Linked DNA regions of Zea mays: region 1 is linked to region 2. A link is a contact called in public Hi-C data. All regions are on one chromosome and are shown on one strand. The core of a region is the stretch at or near the end of the contact, and the rest is flanking DNA. Distances in the headings are between cores, read along the strand shown.

Region 1 (6,480 bases), core at 3,574-6,073, 150 kb before region 2:
GTGTCAATGTGTCATCAGATAGTATGTTGTGATTTACTTTGGCTTTTACAGTTTTTTTTTTGAATAAAATAAAAGCATACTGCAAAGGTGGTGTGATTGTGACAGCGTAATTAATTTACAGCTGGGGGTGTGGGTAGGGAAGTAAGTACTAACCGAGTAATTGTGGCAACAAAGGCTTGTGAGGTAGGCCACTAGCTAGCTTGACCCATATAAAAAACATTACGCATGTAGTGCATGCATGATACATACAAAGTATTTATTGGGCGATTAATTGATTTGTAAACCAAAAATCTATTGATGAATATTCCTCACATCATTGCAATAAATAGATGGTAGCTTATATAATGTATATAGATCTTGTGCCGCGTATCGAATGCCTTTAGGAATTCTTATAGGATGCCCACAGCAGCAGATCGTGTAGAATAGGGAACATATGTGTAGTAGATGATATTGTTTGCGGAGAGGAGCTTGAATTCACACACAGTGGCGTAGCTAGAATTTTCCGTGAGGTATGCCATTAGAATTTTTTATAAATAATTTAATTTAATATATAATAATTTAGTATATAGTTCGAAATATAACACTGTAGATTTAACATTTAAGTCTATAAATGTATATATTAGAATGCAAATATAATATATATCAGTATTTTTTATATGGATCTTGGTGGGCTGGTGGTCCGGTGGGCCGGCTTAGGATATGCCGTGGCCCACCCGGACCACCCATTGTCTACGCCACTGTTCACACATGGTAGAATAGGGAATTCACACACATGGGATAAAGAATGAGATAGGAGAGCGGCCGGAGACAACATGATATATAGCTAAAATGTGTCGGAGGGAAGTTTAAAGTATATCTTCATAGTGAATCTATTTTCTTTGTCGTAAATGCCGACACTTTGCTCTATAAACTTGCGCTCGAGAGCATAATGCCTTTTTTTCTGACTTAAAGGACAATTGACATCGAAACCATATACTCCATCTCCGTCCCAAAATATAGTTCTTTCTATCCCTCTTTTTTTTTCCGTCCACACTCGAATGGATGATAATGAATATATACATGCATGCAAAGTACATTTATATAATTATTAATGAATGTATGTTTAGTCTAAAACGAATTATATTTTTGGACGGAAAAAAGTAGTACTGTAGTCTTTACGTACGAGATGCATGGATGTGTTATCTCTTTATTTATGGGGTTAGTTATTCAGTTTGCAGCTTATTGAGAGGGGTAATGTAACCTTTCGTCGGTATATATACATCGGTAAACTCGACTGAATACCGCATAATCCGAGAGACGACTAAAATATACAACTCCGTTAGTCCCCCCCCTTCCGCCCCTTGAATTTTTCCTATGCACAAAAAAAAACTAGTTTTGCCACGGATGCTGGGTTGAGCTTGTCTAGGTCATTCACGCATAATTTTTAGTCAAGTTATACCGGCCGGTAGGAGATGTTGATTTTTTTGTTATATAAAAAAACATGATTAGATGCATGGTTGGGCATGCAACTGGGGGGTTCGGTTTCTTGGTAATGGCCATCTATTTTGACAAGTCAGCTTATGTAGAGTTTGACAAATACATGCATGGCTGACAGAGTGACGACAGATTGGATCTTTATTTCCCTCGTACTGTATGGTCAGAGAGAGAGAGAGAGAGAGAGAGAGAGAGAGAGAGAGAGAGAGAGAGAGAGAGAGAGAGAGAGAGAGAGAGAGAGAGAGAGAGAGCTAGCTAGCCAGAACGACGGCCCCTGCTGCTGTCGTTCATTCACACCACCATGCACGCATGGAAGAACGTACAGCCTCAGCTCACCGTCGGCGGCGTCTACTACGGCACGTGCATAGCTAGCCAGCTGGTCCAGAGTGCACACAGTGCTTGCACTGTACGCACGCACGCGCCGTCCATCAGCTGCCACGGTGATCTGGCTGGCCCCGGCCAGCCGGACGGCGTGGTGGTGTACCACGCGACACGGCGTGCTAGCTATTGGATAGATTTGGCGGCTAGTAGTAGCTGCGAGCCGGCCGGCGCCGGATCGGAGTCCATAGCCGACCTTGACCGCCGTCCGGCTTTGCTAGCTAGCTAGACACAGACTGAAGAAGGTAGTCCAGGATAAGCTAGCTCATCATCTCCGTACATCTTGTGGAAAAAAAGTAGTTAGTGGTTGTTGGTATATATAGCTTTTGATGACTTGTGTCAAGATGTGAAACGTCTATAGAATAATAGAAACGGGGCAGGTCGTCACGCTACTGCTCTTTTTTTTTATGACAAAAAAGTCCAGTGAACAAAAAAAAAAAAAAACTCCAGCCAGCTCTCTCCCTTGGGCTCCAAGCTTGCGCCGCGCCCACGCCCACGCCCACACTCTCTCGCGCGTAGAGATGGCAATGGGTACCCGCGACCCGATACCCGATGGGTATTTACTCTATTAGAGTATGTATGTGGGCTAAATATTCTACCCGTGGGTCTGTTATTGGGTAAAAATCTTCACCCAATGGGTAAACGGGTATTAGAACGTTCCACCTTAACCCATACTCGTTAACCCGTGGGTATAAAATACCCAATATAAACTTAGCCCAAGCATGAACTTAGACTTTAGTCATCCATCTTTTTTACTATTTAATAACCTTTTAGGCCATTATGTCATAGAAGGCTTAACGACAATTTAATGACCATGTAATGAAACATGTAATTCACCCAATGTGTGTTGAATGGATGGTTAAATGATGCTACAAATTTTGTAATGATATTTAGATGGATATACTTGATATTTGTATAATATAATATTTTGATAGATGTTTAATTTTGTGGGTACGGGTGACCCGATGGGTGACCCATACCCACGTGGGTAAGGGTATGGGGGTAAATTCATATCCACCAGTGTATATGGGTGACCCGGTGGGGTTATTTTTTTGTCGTGGGTATGGGTATGGGGTATTAATACCCGGTGGGTATTTACCCATTGCCATCTCTACTCGCGCGCGCGGCAAGTGCGGCTGAACGCTGATTCTAAGAAGGACTGATTTTTTTTGGGTCCATACAGCCCATTTGTGGCCTAAAACTGAGCCGCTGCTTTACGGGGCCCATACAAGTCAGCCCATTTTTTTAGCATTCGAGTTCAAGGGCAAAGCTGTCTACTATGACTTCCACGCTGGATGCACCAATTACCTTACCATCCTATCTTATCTTATCTGTTTTCTCATTGCTCGTTATCTCTAGTGTCTACTGCACTGCTGCTCGGCAGGCTCGTCTCTGCCTCCCTCCATAGCATGCTGGTCCGGTGGTCCCTAGCCGGCTGGCAGCTGCCTCCTGTGGCCCTGTCCATCGCTCGTCGGCGCGCGAACGTACTGTTTGGTCCAGATGTGATTTCTTACCGGTGATAATGGTTCCTAGTTATAATTGGATAGAGTACCTACTAAAAAAAGCTCAACGACAAAACATAAGTATCGGTATCCATTACCCTATATAATCAGTTTGAGTTAAATTTCGGTGAACCAAACCTCACTGTGGTGAAATCCAACTGGCTGAAAGTTGAAAGCTTGACGAGTGAGCGGAGGAGAAGACGACAGACAGGAGTCACGGGCCGTTACCGGGGGTGTTTCGAGCGTACGACTACGTGAGCTGAAATGACCAAGAGAGGTCGAGAGAGCTGTGCAGAGGGGGTAGCATAGCTGGCACATGGCGTCCACTGCCAGCTACGTCGTACGTACCTGCTGTGCCCACTTGGCTGCCATGCATCATGCATGCACATGCACGCGCGCACCCGTTCACTTTACAAAACCGGATGTAAACGTTATCTTTTAAAGAAAATCTCTTCAATGCCATCCAAACTTATACTAATCCCTTCAATGCCATCAGATTTTATAGCTTCCCTTCAATGCCATCAAATTTAAATTCTAATCCCTTAAATGCCATTGCCGTTAGTTTCAGGTTAACGCCGTTAGTTCTATTTAAAACAAATCTCTTCAATGCCATCAAAATCTATATCAATCCCTTCAATGCCACTAGAAATTGGTTTGATCTATTTGGATTTTAAAAATTCTAGAATAAAAAAATATGGACCAATTCCACACTTTTTAAAAACTTTAGTACATATTTTTTTGTAAACACCAAAAATTACTCCGCTATATCTGTTCGGTCTATTTGATTCCTAATATTTTTTTCAAACTAACAACAAAACACTAATGATAACAGATGGAGATAAATTTTAAAATCAATGTGGTATATTTGCGTTTCAATTTTTTTGGGTTCAAAAAATTTTCTATTCTCAAAATTTTAAAACCCGAATAGATCGAACCAATTTCTAGTGGCATTGAAGGGATCGGTATAGATTTTGATGGCATTGGAGGGATTTGCTTTAAATATAACTAACGGCGTTAACTTGAAACTAACGGTAATGGCATTTAAGGGATTAGAATTTAAATTTGATGGCATTGAAGGGAAGCTATAAAATCTGATGGCATTGAAGGGATTGATATAAGTTTGGATGGCATTGAAGGAATTTTCTCTATCTTTTACGGCTTTTCACGTCCACCATCCACCACTCAAAGGCTCACAAATACAGATCAAAATTTACAAAATAACCCTTTAATAATTTGTTTTTCTTATATTTATATGGACCAACATCTGAATTATGTGAGGGGCTGTAAAATAGATTCTTTACATCCCGTATATGTAAAGAATTTTTTTCCAAGCAAAACGTGCAGGCTGCTGGTCCCTTGCCCGGCCGGGTGCTCACTGCTGCATCTCTCTCTGCATGCAATCGTACGTATACGGTGCGCGTGTTTAATTACTCCCCTGTACCACAAAACACAAAATAAATGTGTTCTCAGCTTCCTATATACACCACTCCTGAGTCCTGCCTCAGACGGACACGGATCACATGCTTTCTCCTATACGTACGGTACGACGGTACGTACACAGTAGTGTACAAGAACACGAGAAGTAGCATGGCTTCCGAGGAGTGCACAGGGCCAGCAGCAAGATAACAGGCGCGTACCAGAGTCCAGAGAGAAGAACATGGCGGAGACGGCCATCGCGGCGGTGCTCTCCAAGTTCGGAGGGCTCGCGGCGAGCGAGGCCAAGGTGCTGCTGGAGGTGGGAGACGACATGATGCTGCTGCGGGACCGCCTCGAGTGGCTGCAGGCCTTCCTCCGCGACGCCGACCACAAGCGCCGCACCGGCGACGACCGCCTCACCCGCGTCTGGGTGCGCCAGATGCGCGACGTCGCCTTCGAGGCGGAGGACGCCGTCGACGAGTTCTTCCGCAAGGTCTCGCTCCTTTAATTAATTTAATTCCGCCCCCTCCTCTGCTTGCTTAGTTGCTTGCATTGCTTGCCGTACGTAGTTCTTACCACCATTAATTTCATCTATTCATCTGAAGAAAAAGGTCGTACGGTAACCTTCACTTACATATATATAGTGGAGAGAAATAAACCAAAGATCACGTGAAATAGTATCGGTTTTGTTTCAAGAATTTGTAGCAAAACGTGTGTACTAGCTAATTAAGTTTATATGCTCAAAATCTTATGTTTCCAACATTATTGTTAAGGAAACTTTATGGGTTTTTTAAGGTGGTGCCCTTGTTTTGGTTGGTGTCCTTATTTTTAACATTAGTCATATTTTTTTTGCTTAATTTTGCTCTTCAAGTGCTATAGACTAGAATACAAAACTGAGCAAAAAAAATACGACTAAAGTTAAAAATAAGGAAGGTGGCAAAACTAAACATCTACATGAATTTCTGGTGAACATCTAATTAACAGGTTGACATGGAAGGCATGGGTTACCAACGCTGGATCACATGGCTCAAGAAATGCTTGCTAGGCTGCTGGGCCGAAATCATTCTCCGGCATGAGTTGTCTGGTCGCCTCGAAAAAATTAACAGCAGGCTCCATCAGATCTCGGAGAACCAAAAGGAGTACAAGGTCGAGCCTACACCATCAGCGACAGTACTCACGTCTTCCACTACAGCCACTTCAGCATGGTATGTATATATGTCCATCTTTAATTTATCACTTCACTTCAGCATGATTTGTCAAACACTTGCTTTAACCTTTTCTTAAGATGCCTAAACTAGAGTCATGGAAAACTTAACTTGCAATTGCATCATGAGGTAGCTAAATGAGCCAGCTTCCATTACTAACAATACTACTCAATGCATGAACACAGGCGGGATGGTTACAAGAACGCCGTGGGTTTTGAGAAAGAAGTGGAGACACTAAAGGAAATGCTGCTTGGTAAAGGTCGCCCTCAGCTGACGTTTATCTCCATACTTGGAGAGAGCGGTGTGGGAAAGCAAACGCTGTCACGTATTCTCTTGCATGACATGGAGAAGAACAAGCAGTTCGACGTCCGAGTCTGGTACAACATGCCGTCGGGTTCCACCACGGAAAACCTCCTCAAGCAAATCTACAAAAAAGCAGGAGGAGGAGGACAGCGGCGGCATCAGCCGTGCGAGTGCGAGTGCGACGACGACGATATCGAAGACGT
Region 2 (6,186 bases), core at 2,689-5,188:
ACGCAGCGAGGCACGGCATCTTCTCCTCCGCGACCATCTTATTATTCGTCGTCACGCTCACGCCGCCGCCGATCACCTCCTCGTACATCGATCGGAAGCACGTACGCCAGCGGGCCGAGCGATAGGTCCACGAACCCGACCTTGTCCCCGCCGAAGAATGGCTTCCAGGAGACGGCGAGCTCCTTCTCCAGGACCAGCAGCTGCTCTACGGCCGCTTCGTACGCTGCCTCCTGCTCCTCGCCCTCCGTGGTGAACCACCTCCAGATCGGCGGCGAGAGCTGCAAGCGTGACATGACAGCATGAAGTACATACATACGCACAACTGAACTGAAATTGATCGATGAGCAAATAAGAAATAAGCAAGTCGTCTTGTGTTAGCAACTAGAAGGGAATATCGGAAAGAAGAGAGATGTTCAGGTAGAAGAAGGGTTGAAGAAGGAGATAGCAGCGAGGAAGACGATTTGATTTGATATCTGATAGCTAAATTGTTCATGACCCCTTACAGCCAGGGTTTGGGTGTTACTTATAACCACACGACCACTCGGTCCACACGACCAATCGGCCTGCCAACATTTACAAGGCTCACTCCAGCCCAAGCCAGACGGACGCTAGCTTTCATTAGACACCGAGCCCGCTCTCCTGGCGCGCCTGTGCCTTTTCCTGCGATGCCTCCATCTTCATATACTCCATGTATGGTCATCGTCGTCGTAGCAGCATTGTTCGTATTCTTCTGGTACCATCTTTGACTTGAGGAGAAGATGATATGCTGATATTCCCCACCGCTTGAAATGCGGCTTGTCCTCAAGCCGCTTGACTGAGTATTCAACAACAATGGATGGTGCAATTCAAGTTGAGAAAGCTTGCCAGAATCTTGTGTCAGTGTAGCAGATAAAACTAGCTTTGCCAATCTTGCACAGCATCTATCCTTAATTCCACACACCACACCCCTATCCACGTTATGCCAAAAATGATCTTGGCCAATTGAGTGTGTTCGGTGAATCACTGTTATCAACCAGGATTTATAAGCATTGGCTAGGCTGCTATGAACAACACTGTGTAATCGAAGTAGACACAGGTTGAAGACACACTCGTCTGCCCAGGCCCAATTGAGCAGTCTCAACTCAATTTGGTACATCAGCAGCACCATTGCTCTGTCAGCAGGGCAGTTGAGAGTCAGTAATTCACCCAAATCTGAATTTGCAAAACACCAACTGAATAAGTGGTTCCAATTTGCCACAGTTTCAGCATGCATAGTTCTGAAATGGTGACACGTTGGGGGTGGCCATGGAGGCTGTCTAGACACAATGCAAGAATTCCCTACAACAGTATCTTGGAGGGTACGTGCGGCTACCTTGCCAACATTTATGAGACCATCAAAGCAGGGTTGAAGTGGTATAGCACCTTGAAGATAATGTTTCCAATGGCCAGTAAATAAATCCCTCCGTATCATCTCAATGCCACATTGATAATGCTCAAGCACATTCCTAAAAAAATGGTTCCTCGTTGCAATAATCTCTTCGAACAAATAGTAAGGACAGCATGTAAACCAAAGCCTCACAGTGCCATATCCGATTTTTTCGAACATGCAGTCAAATGTGTACGTATCCTTTGCAAGTTTAATGAAATGTAGAGGAAGCTCTTGAGTATCAGATGCACCACATACCAAACATAGCCAACCATTAGACAACCATTTTGTCTTCATTTCCCAGCCCACATGTTGTCCTCCAAAGTAGAAAATGACCACCGTAACATCATCTATGTCCTTTTCAAGCATCATATCAAAGAACCCATGGGCCTCGTTGAGCATATCAACCTTCACCCAGCGATCTATAACTTTGTTAAATGCATTTGAGGTTGGCCTCAGGCCACCATCAAACATATTTTTGAAGTAAGCAACTGCATCTTCTCTTAACCAGACCTGGGTTAAATTCCCTTCTATTACATGAATTCTGCAATTAGACTTCATACACATCAAGCAAAACAAATGGTGGCATGGGAGCTGGAGTAAACTTCTGCCAGTATTTTCACTAAGACAAACTCTGCACTCATGTAAGCTTTGCAGAAATATTTCAGGAAATATTTGCTCGCTTGAACCAGACACAATCTCTGAAATTGTAATACATGTCGCCGGCATAACTGGCAATCCAAAGTATCCTACCGAATGCATCATCTGTGGACCAGTAATCTTCAGTGACAGCCAGAATTCCCAAACAGGTGGTGGCCAAGGCGGAAGCCAGACTTGAACACCATCACCCAGTATCCCATACTGTACAGGCGGTGGCCATGATTGCCTATGCTGCACTGCATCCGTTCTGCAATTGCACGAGTGCAAGAAACGACACTGTATGATGCTAAAGCAATTCGTCAAACACCTGATGGACAGGGTGTTGAGAACTTTGTCCCCAGGCACCGACTGTCCTTGTCCAACAGCATCCTGCTGAACTTGTGTGACAGCACGGAAAGCAGGCATGGGGCAGTATATGGGGAGTTGGAGCAGAAATTCGCAATGGGAGTAATCCTCCGCTATTTGCCATACAATTGAGAGATGATGATGTCCAGCTGCTGCAGCGTACTCCGCGAAAATGAAGTTCCAGCTTTGCTCCTTTTCATCGAACACCACGTGAGCATCCAATGAGGTAGATGCAGGCTTGCTCGCAACTGTCACCATGACGCCGATGCGGGCCACGTCAGTGAGCATCGTAGAGAAGTCGTACTTGGTGGAGGGCAGTTGCCAGCTGGGCTTGTCCGTTCTTAGGGAAGCCATGGCCACTCTGACACAGGCAGCAGAGCTGATCTCCCACGCGCGCGGGCGGTGGCGGTAGTCAGACACACTGACCACGGGGCACCCGACGGGCAGGGGAATGGAGCAGAGCATAGGATCATCCGCCCCCCAAGGGTTGATGCAGACGATGATGCCTTGAACCAGATCCACCCAGCACAGGCAGCTGCCGGTCCCAGAGAAGGAGTTGTCGGGTGCGAAGCACACCTCTTGGGGAAGCCGGATCTCCTTCCTGGCACACTGGGGTGCGGGTTGTTCGCTGGAGCCATCTGCGTCGGTGCACATGGCGTCCTTGTCCCACACATCGAGCTCATCGATGTAGTCGTCGTCGAAGAAGGTAGTGCATCCGCGAGCGGCCTGCTCGCCATCACAGCCAACCAGCACAGCTGAGGTGGTAGCGGTGGTATAATCGGCGAGGATTGTGGCCGACGAAGTCATCCCGTTGTACTCCAGTAGCGCGAGCACCTTGGCGATCTCATCACGGTACAGCTCGTCGTCGACGGGAACGTCGTCGTATGCAGGGACTGCCGAAGAGCCGAACACGCTGTCGTCGTACCGTGGCGCGATGGCGGAGGAAGCGGTGGCGTAGGAGAAGGATTCGGGGTCCTGCTCGCCACCACTGCCAGCCAGTGCCGCGGTCAAGCGGAGCTCCATGTGTACCATCGCCTCGAGAACCCGTGCCACCTCGACTTCCATCGCAGTTGTCGAGACTAACCAGGAAATAGGGAAGGAGTGTCTAGAATGGAACCGAGTCTGATACCAGATGTTAGCAACTAGAAGGGAATATCGGAAAGAAGAGAGATGTTCAGCTAGAAGAAGGGTTGAAGAAGGAGATAGCAGCGAGGAAGACGATTTGATTTGATATCTGATAGCTAAATTGTTCATGACCCCTTACAGCCAGGGTTTGGGTGTTACTTATAACCACACGACCACTCGGTCCACACGACCAATCGGCCTGCCAACATTTACAAGGCTCACTCCAGCCCAAGCCAGACGGACGCTAGCTTTCATTAGACACCGAGCCCGCTCTCCTGGCGCGCCTGTGCCTTTTCCTGCGATGCCTCCATCTTCATATACTCCATGTATGGTCATCGTCGTCGTAGCAGCATTGTTCGTATTCTTCTGGTACCATCTTTGACTTGAGGAGAAGATGATATGCTGATATCTTGTTCCTGAGTCCGGACCGGACCTTGTCCTGCTGGAACCTGGCCCAGAAACGGGCCATGGCGCGCTGGTAGGGGTCCCGAGGGAGGATGGGGTCGCCGCGGTGGCTCCAGGCGTCGTCGATGAACTCGAGGATGACCTGCGACTCCGCGACGGGCCTGCCCTTGTAGACCAGCACGGGGACTTTCTTGTGCACGGGGTTGTACGCCAGCAGCTGGGCGCTCTTGCTCCGGAGATCCTCCTCCACGTACTCGTACTCCACGCCCTTCATCGCCAGCGCCCATTTCACCTGGAGGACGTAGGGGCTTGCCCAGACGCCGAGCAGCGTCGTCACCGCCTTCTCGCTCTCTGCTGCTTGTTGTTCTTGCTCGGGATGATTCATGGATGCTGTCGTCGTTTACTCAACTCTACCTATATGATCTGATGAGCTATATATATATATGATCAGTTCGTCGTTTTCTATTCTTTTGCGGACTGGGGACTGATTTGGTTTCAATGGTTAGTCAGCTTTGGCGGCTTGAATAGTCTGCATATACACAGCACGTAACAGAGACACAGAGTATATATGTCGTTATCTGACCACGCGTACCTCTTCTTTCACCCACACAATGACATAAATGCCAGTGGCCAGTCACTACAGTAAACGAAGGAATTTCCGACGGCTAAAGCCGTCGGACATAAGATTCAGACCGTCGGAGATAGGTTATGTCCGACGGCATTAACCTATCTCCGACGGTTTTAAGTCGTCGAGGATAACGCGTCGGAAATAGCATTATGTCCGACGGCCGCCGTCGAACATAAGCTATATCCGACGGCCCCATCGGACCGTCGGAGGTAAGATGTCGTAACCGTTTTACCCGCCGCCTGGGCCCACTGCTGTTATATCCGACGGTTTAAAGCCGTCGGACATAACATATAACTTATGGCCGACGGTTTTAAGCCGTCGGACATAACATACACCTTATGTCCGACGGCTTACACTAAGCCGTCGGACATAACATTTTTCAGAAATTGCACAAAATTCTGAAATTTAAAAAATCTGACATTTGCAAATACAAAACAGATTTCATACACATACACATTCACAATCACAAATATACTCACATAAGTATACACATTCACAAATATAATCACATAAGCATTCACATTCACAAATTTAACATAACGACATAGTTCCAAATGGTTGCAACAAGTGTTTACATCAACATAGTTGTCCAAAATCCAAAATGAACATTATTCGACGGATAGGCTTTCACATGAAAGGTTGCAACAAGTGTTTTACATCATTATCACTCATATCCATCGCCACCTCCTCCGGCTGGACTATGCGTGTTGAAAAGATTGTTCACCCACGAATGTGTTGTGTCGTCTTGACCAGACCCATCTCCAGGTGCGGCAACTGAAGCGGGTGGTGTCTGAAATCCCTATAACACAAGTACATGAAATAGTAACCACTCAGTTGTTCATTTAAACACATAAGACATCTATGAACATGTCACACACGCATATGTGTACATACCATAGGGAATTGTGACGGAGGCGGAGGCGGAGGTGGAGGCGCCAACATTGGCATTGGCAGTGCAAAGTCCGGAGGCGGCATCCCATATGTCGGCATCGGGACGCCCGCTTGTTGGGCTAGTTGCTACAAATTATATACAAGTCATTGTTGAGCAAACAAGATACACATCAAGTGTTTTGCAAAATAAGCTACAAAATGTTACTTCAACTTACCGAGAGAAGAGCTTGATTTTGGGCCTGGAGGCTTGCATAATACTCGTCCTTCTTCTTCTGGTACTCGGCTTGTTGTCTCTGGTATTCAGATTGTTGCCTCTGGTACTCCAATTGTTCCCTCAAGACTGATTGATGGTACTCTGCCTGTTGACGCAACACTGCAAGCTCTATCTCATGGGCTGTTGATCGTGAACGGGACGACTGTGAAGACGACGATGTGGATTGTCGTCCACGTCGTCTCAGCTCTCTGGAATCAATCGTAGAATCAAAAATACCCAACCTACAAGAGTGAACCATGCACTTAGTATAGTAACTCATGGCTCAGTTGAATCGCAAGCATATGATGACAATTTTGAAAACCAAATCAAATAATCTCACCGTCCATGGGCTTGTCCTCCTGCGCTAGCATATGCTGCCTGAGGGTCGATTGGCTGGCTCCTCCAATCGTACTCCTCCCCATGGCGTTGAACCATCTCCTGCCCATACGAAGCCTGGAGGCAAACAATATCAAA

What was found. Hi-C and Micro-C count contacts between places; a contact is called where the count stands out from the background.
Region 1: a contact with region 2 is called in a Hi-C map of root tip, with 3 times the contacts expected there. The contact joins the promoter of LOC103654307 here to the promoter of LOC103654302 in region 2. A contact is called at or near these places in 3 of 25 Hi-C or Micro-C datasets (endosperm, leaf and root tip).

What each region holds. Positions count from the first base shown.
Region 1 is chr4:190,913,645-190,920,124 of Zm-B73-REFERENCE-NAM-5.0, reverse strand. It overlaps LOC103654307 (putative disease resistance protein At1g50180), which reads left to right and starts at 4,823. Exons shown (of 3, transcript XM_008681141.3): 1 at 4,823-5,262; 2 at 5,754-5,974; 3 at 6,160-6,480. The coding sequence starts at 5,011.
Region 2 is chr4:190,764,544-190,770,729 of Zm-B73-REFERENCE-NAM-5.0, reverse strand. LOC103654302 reads right to left here and starts at 3,938. Exons shown (of 1, transcript XM_008681133.2): 1 at 1-3,938. The coding sequence starts at 3,664. The coding sequence ends at 524. It also overlaps the pseudogene LOC103655779.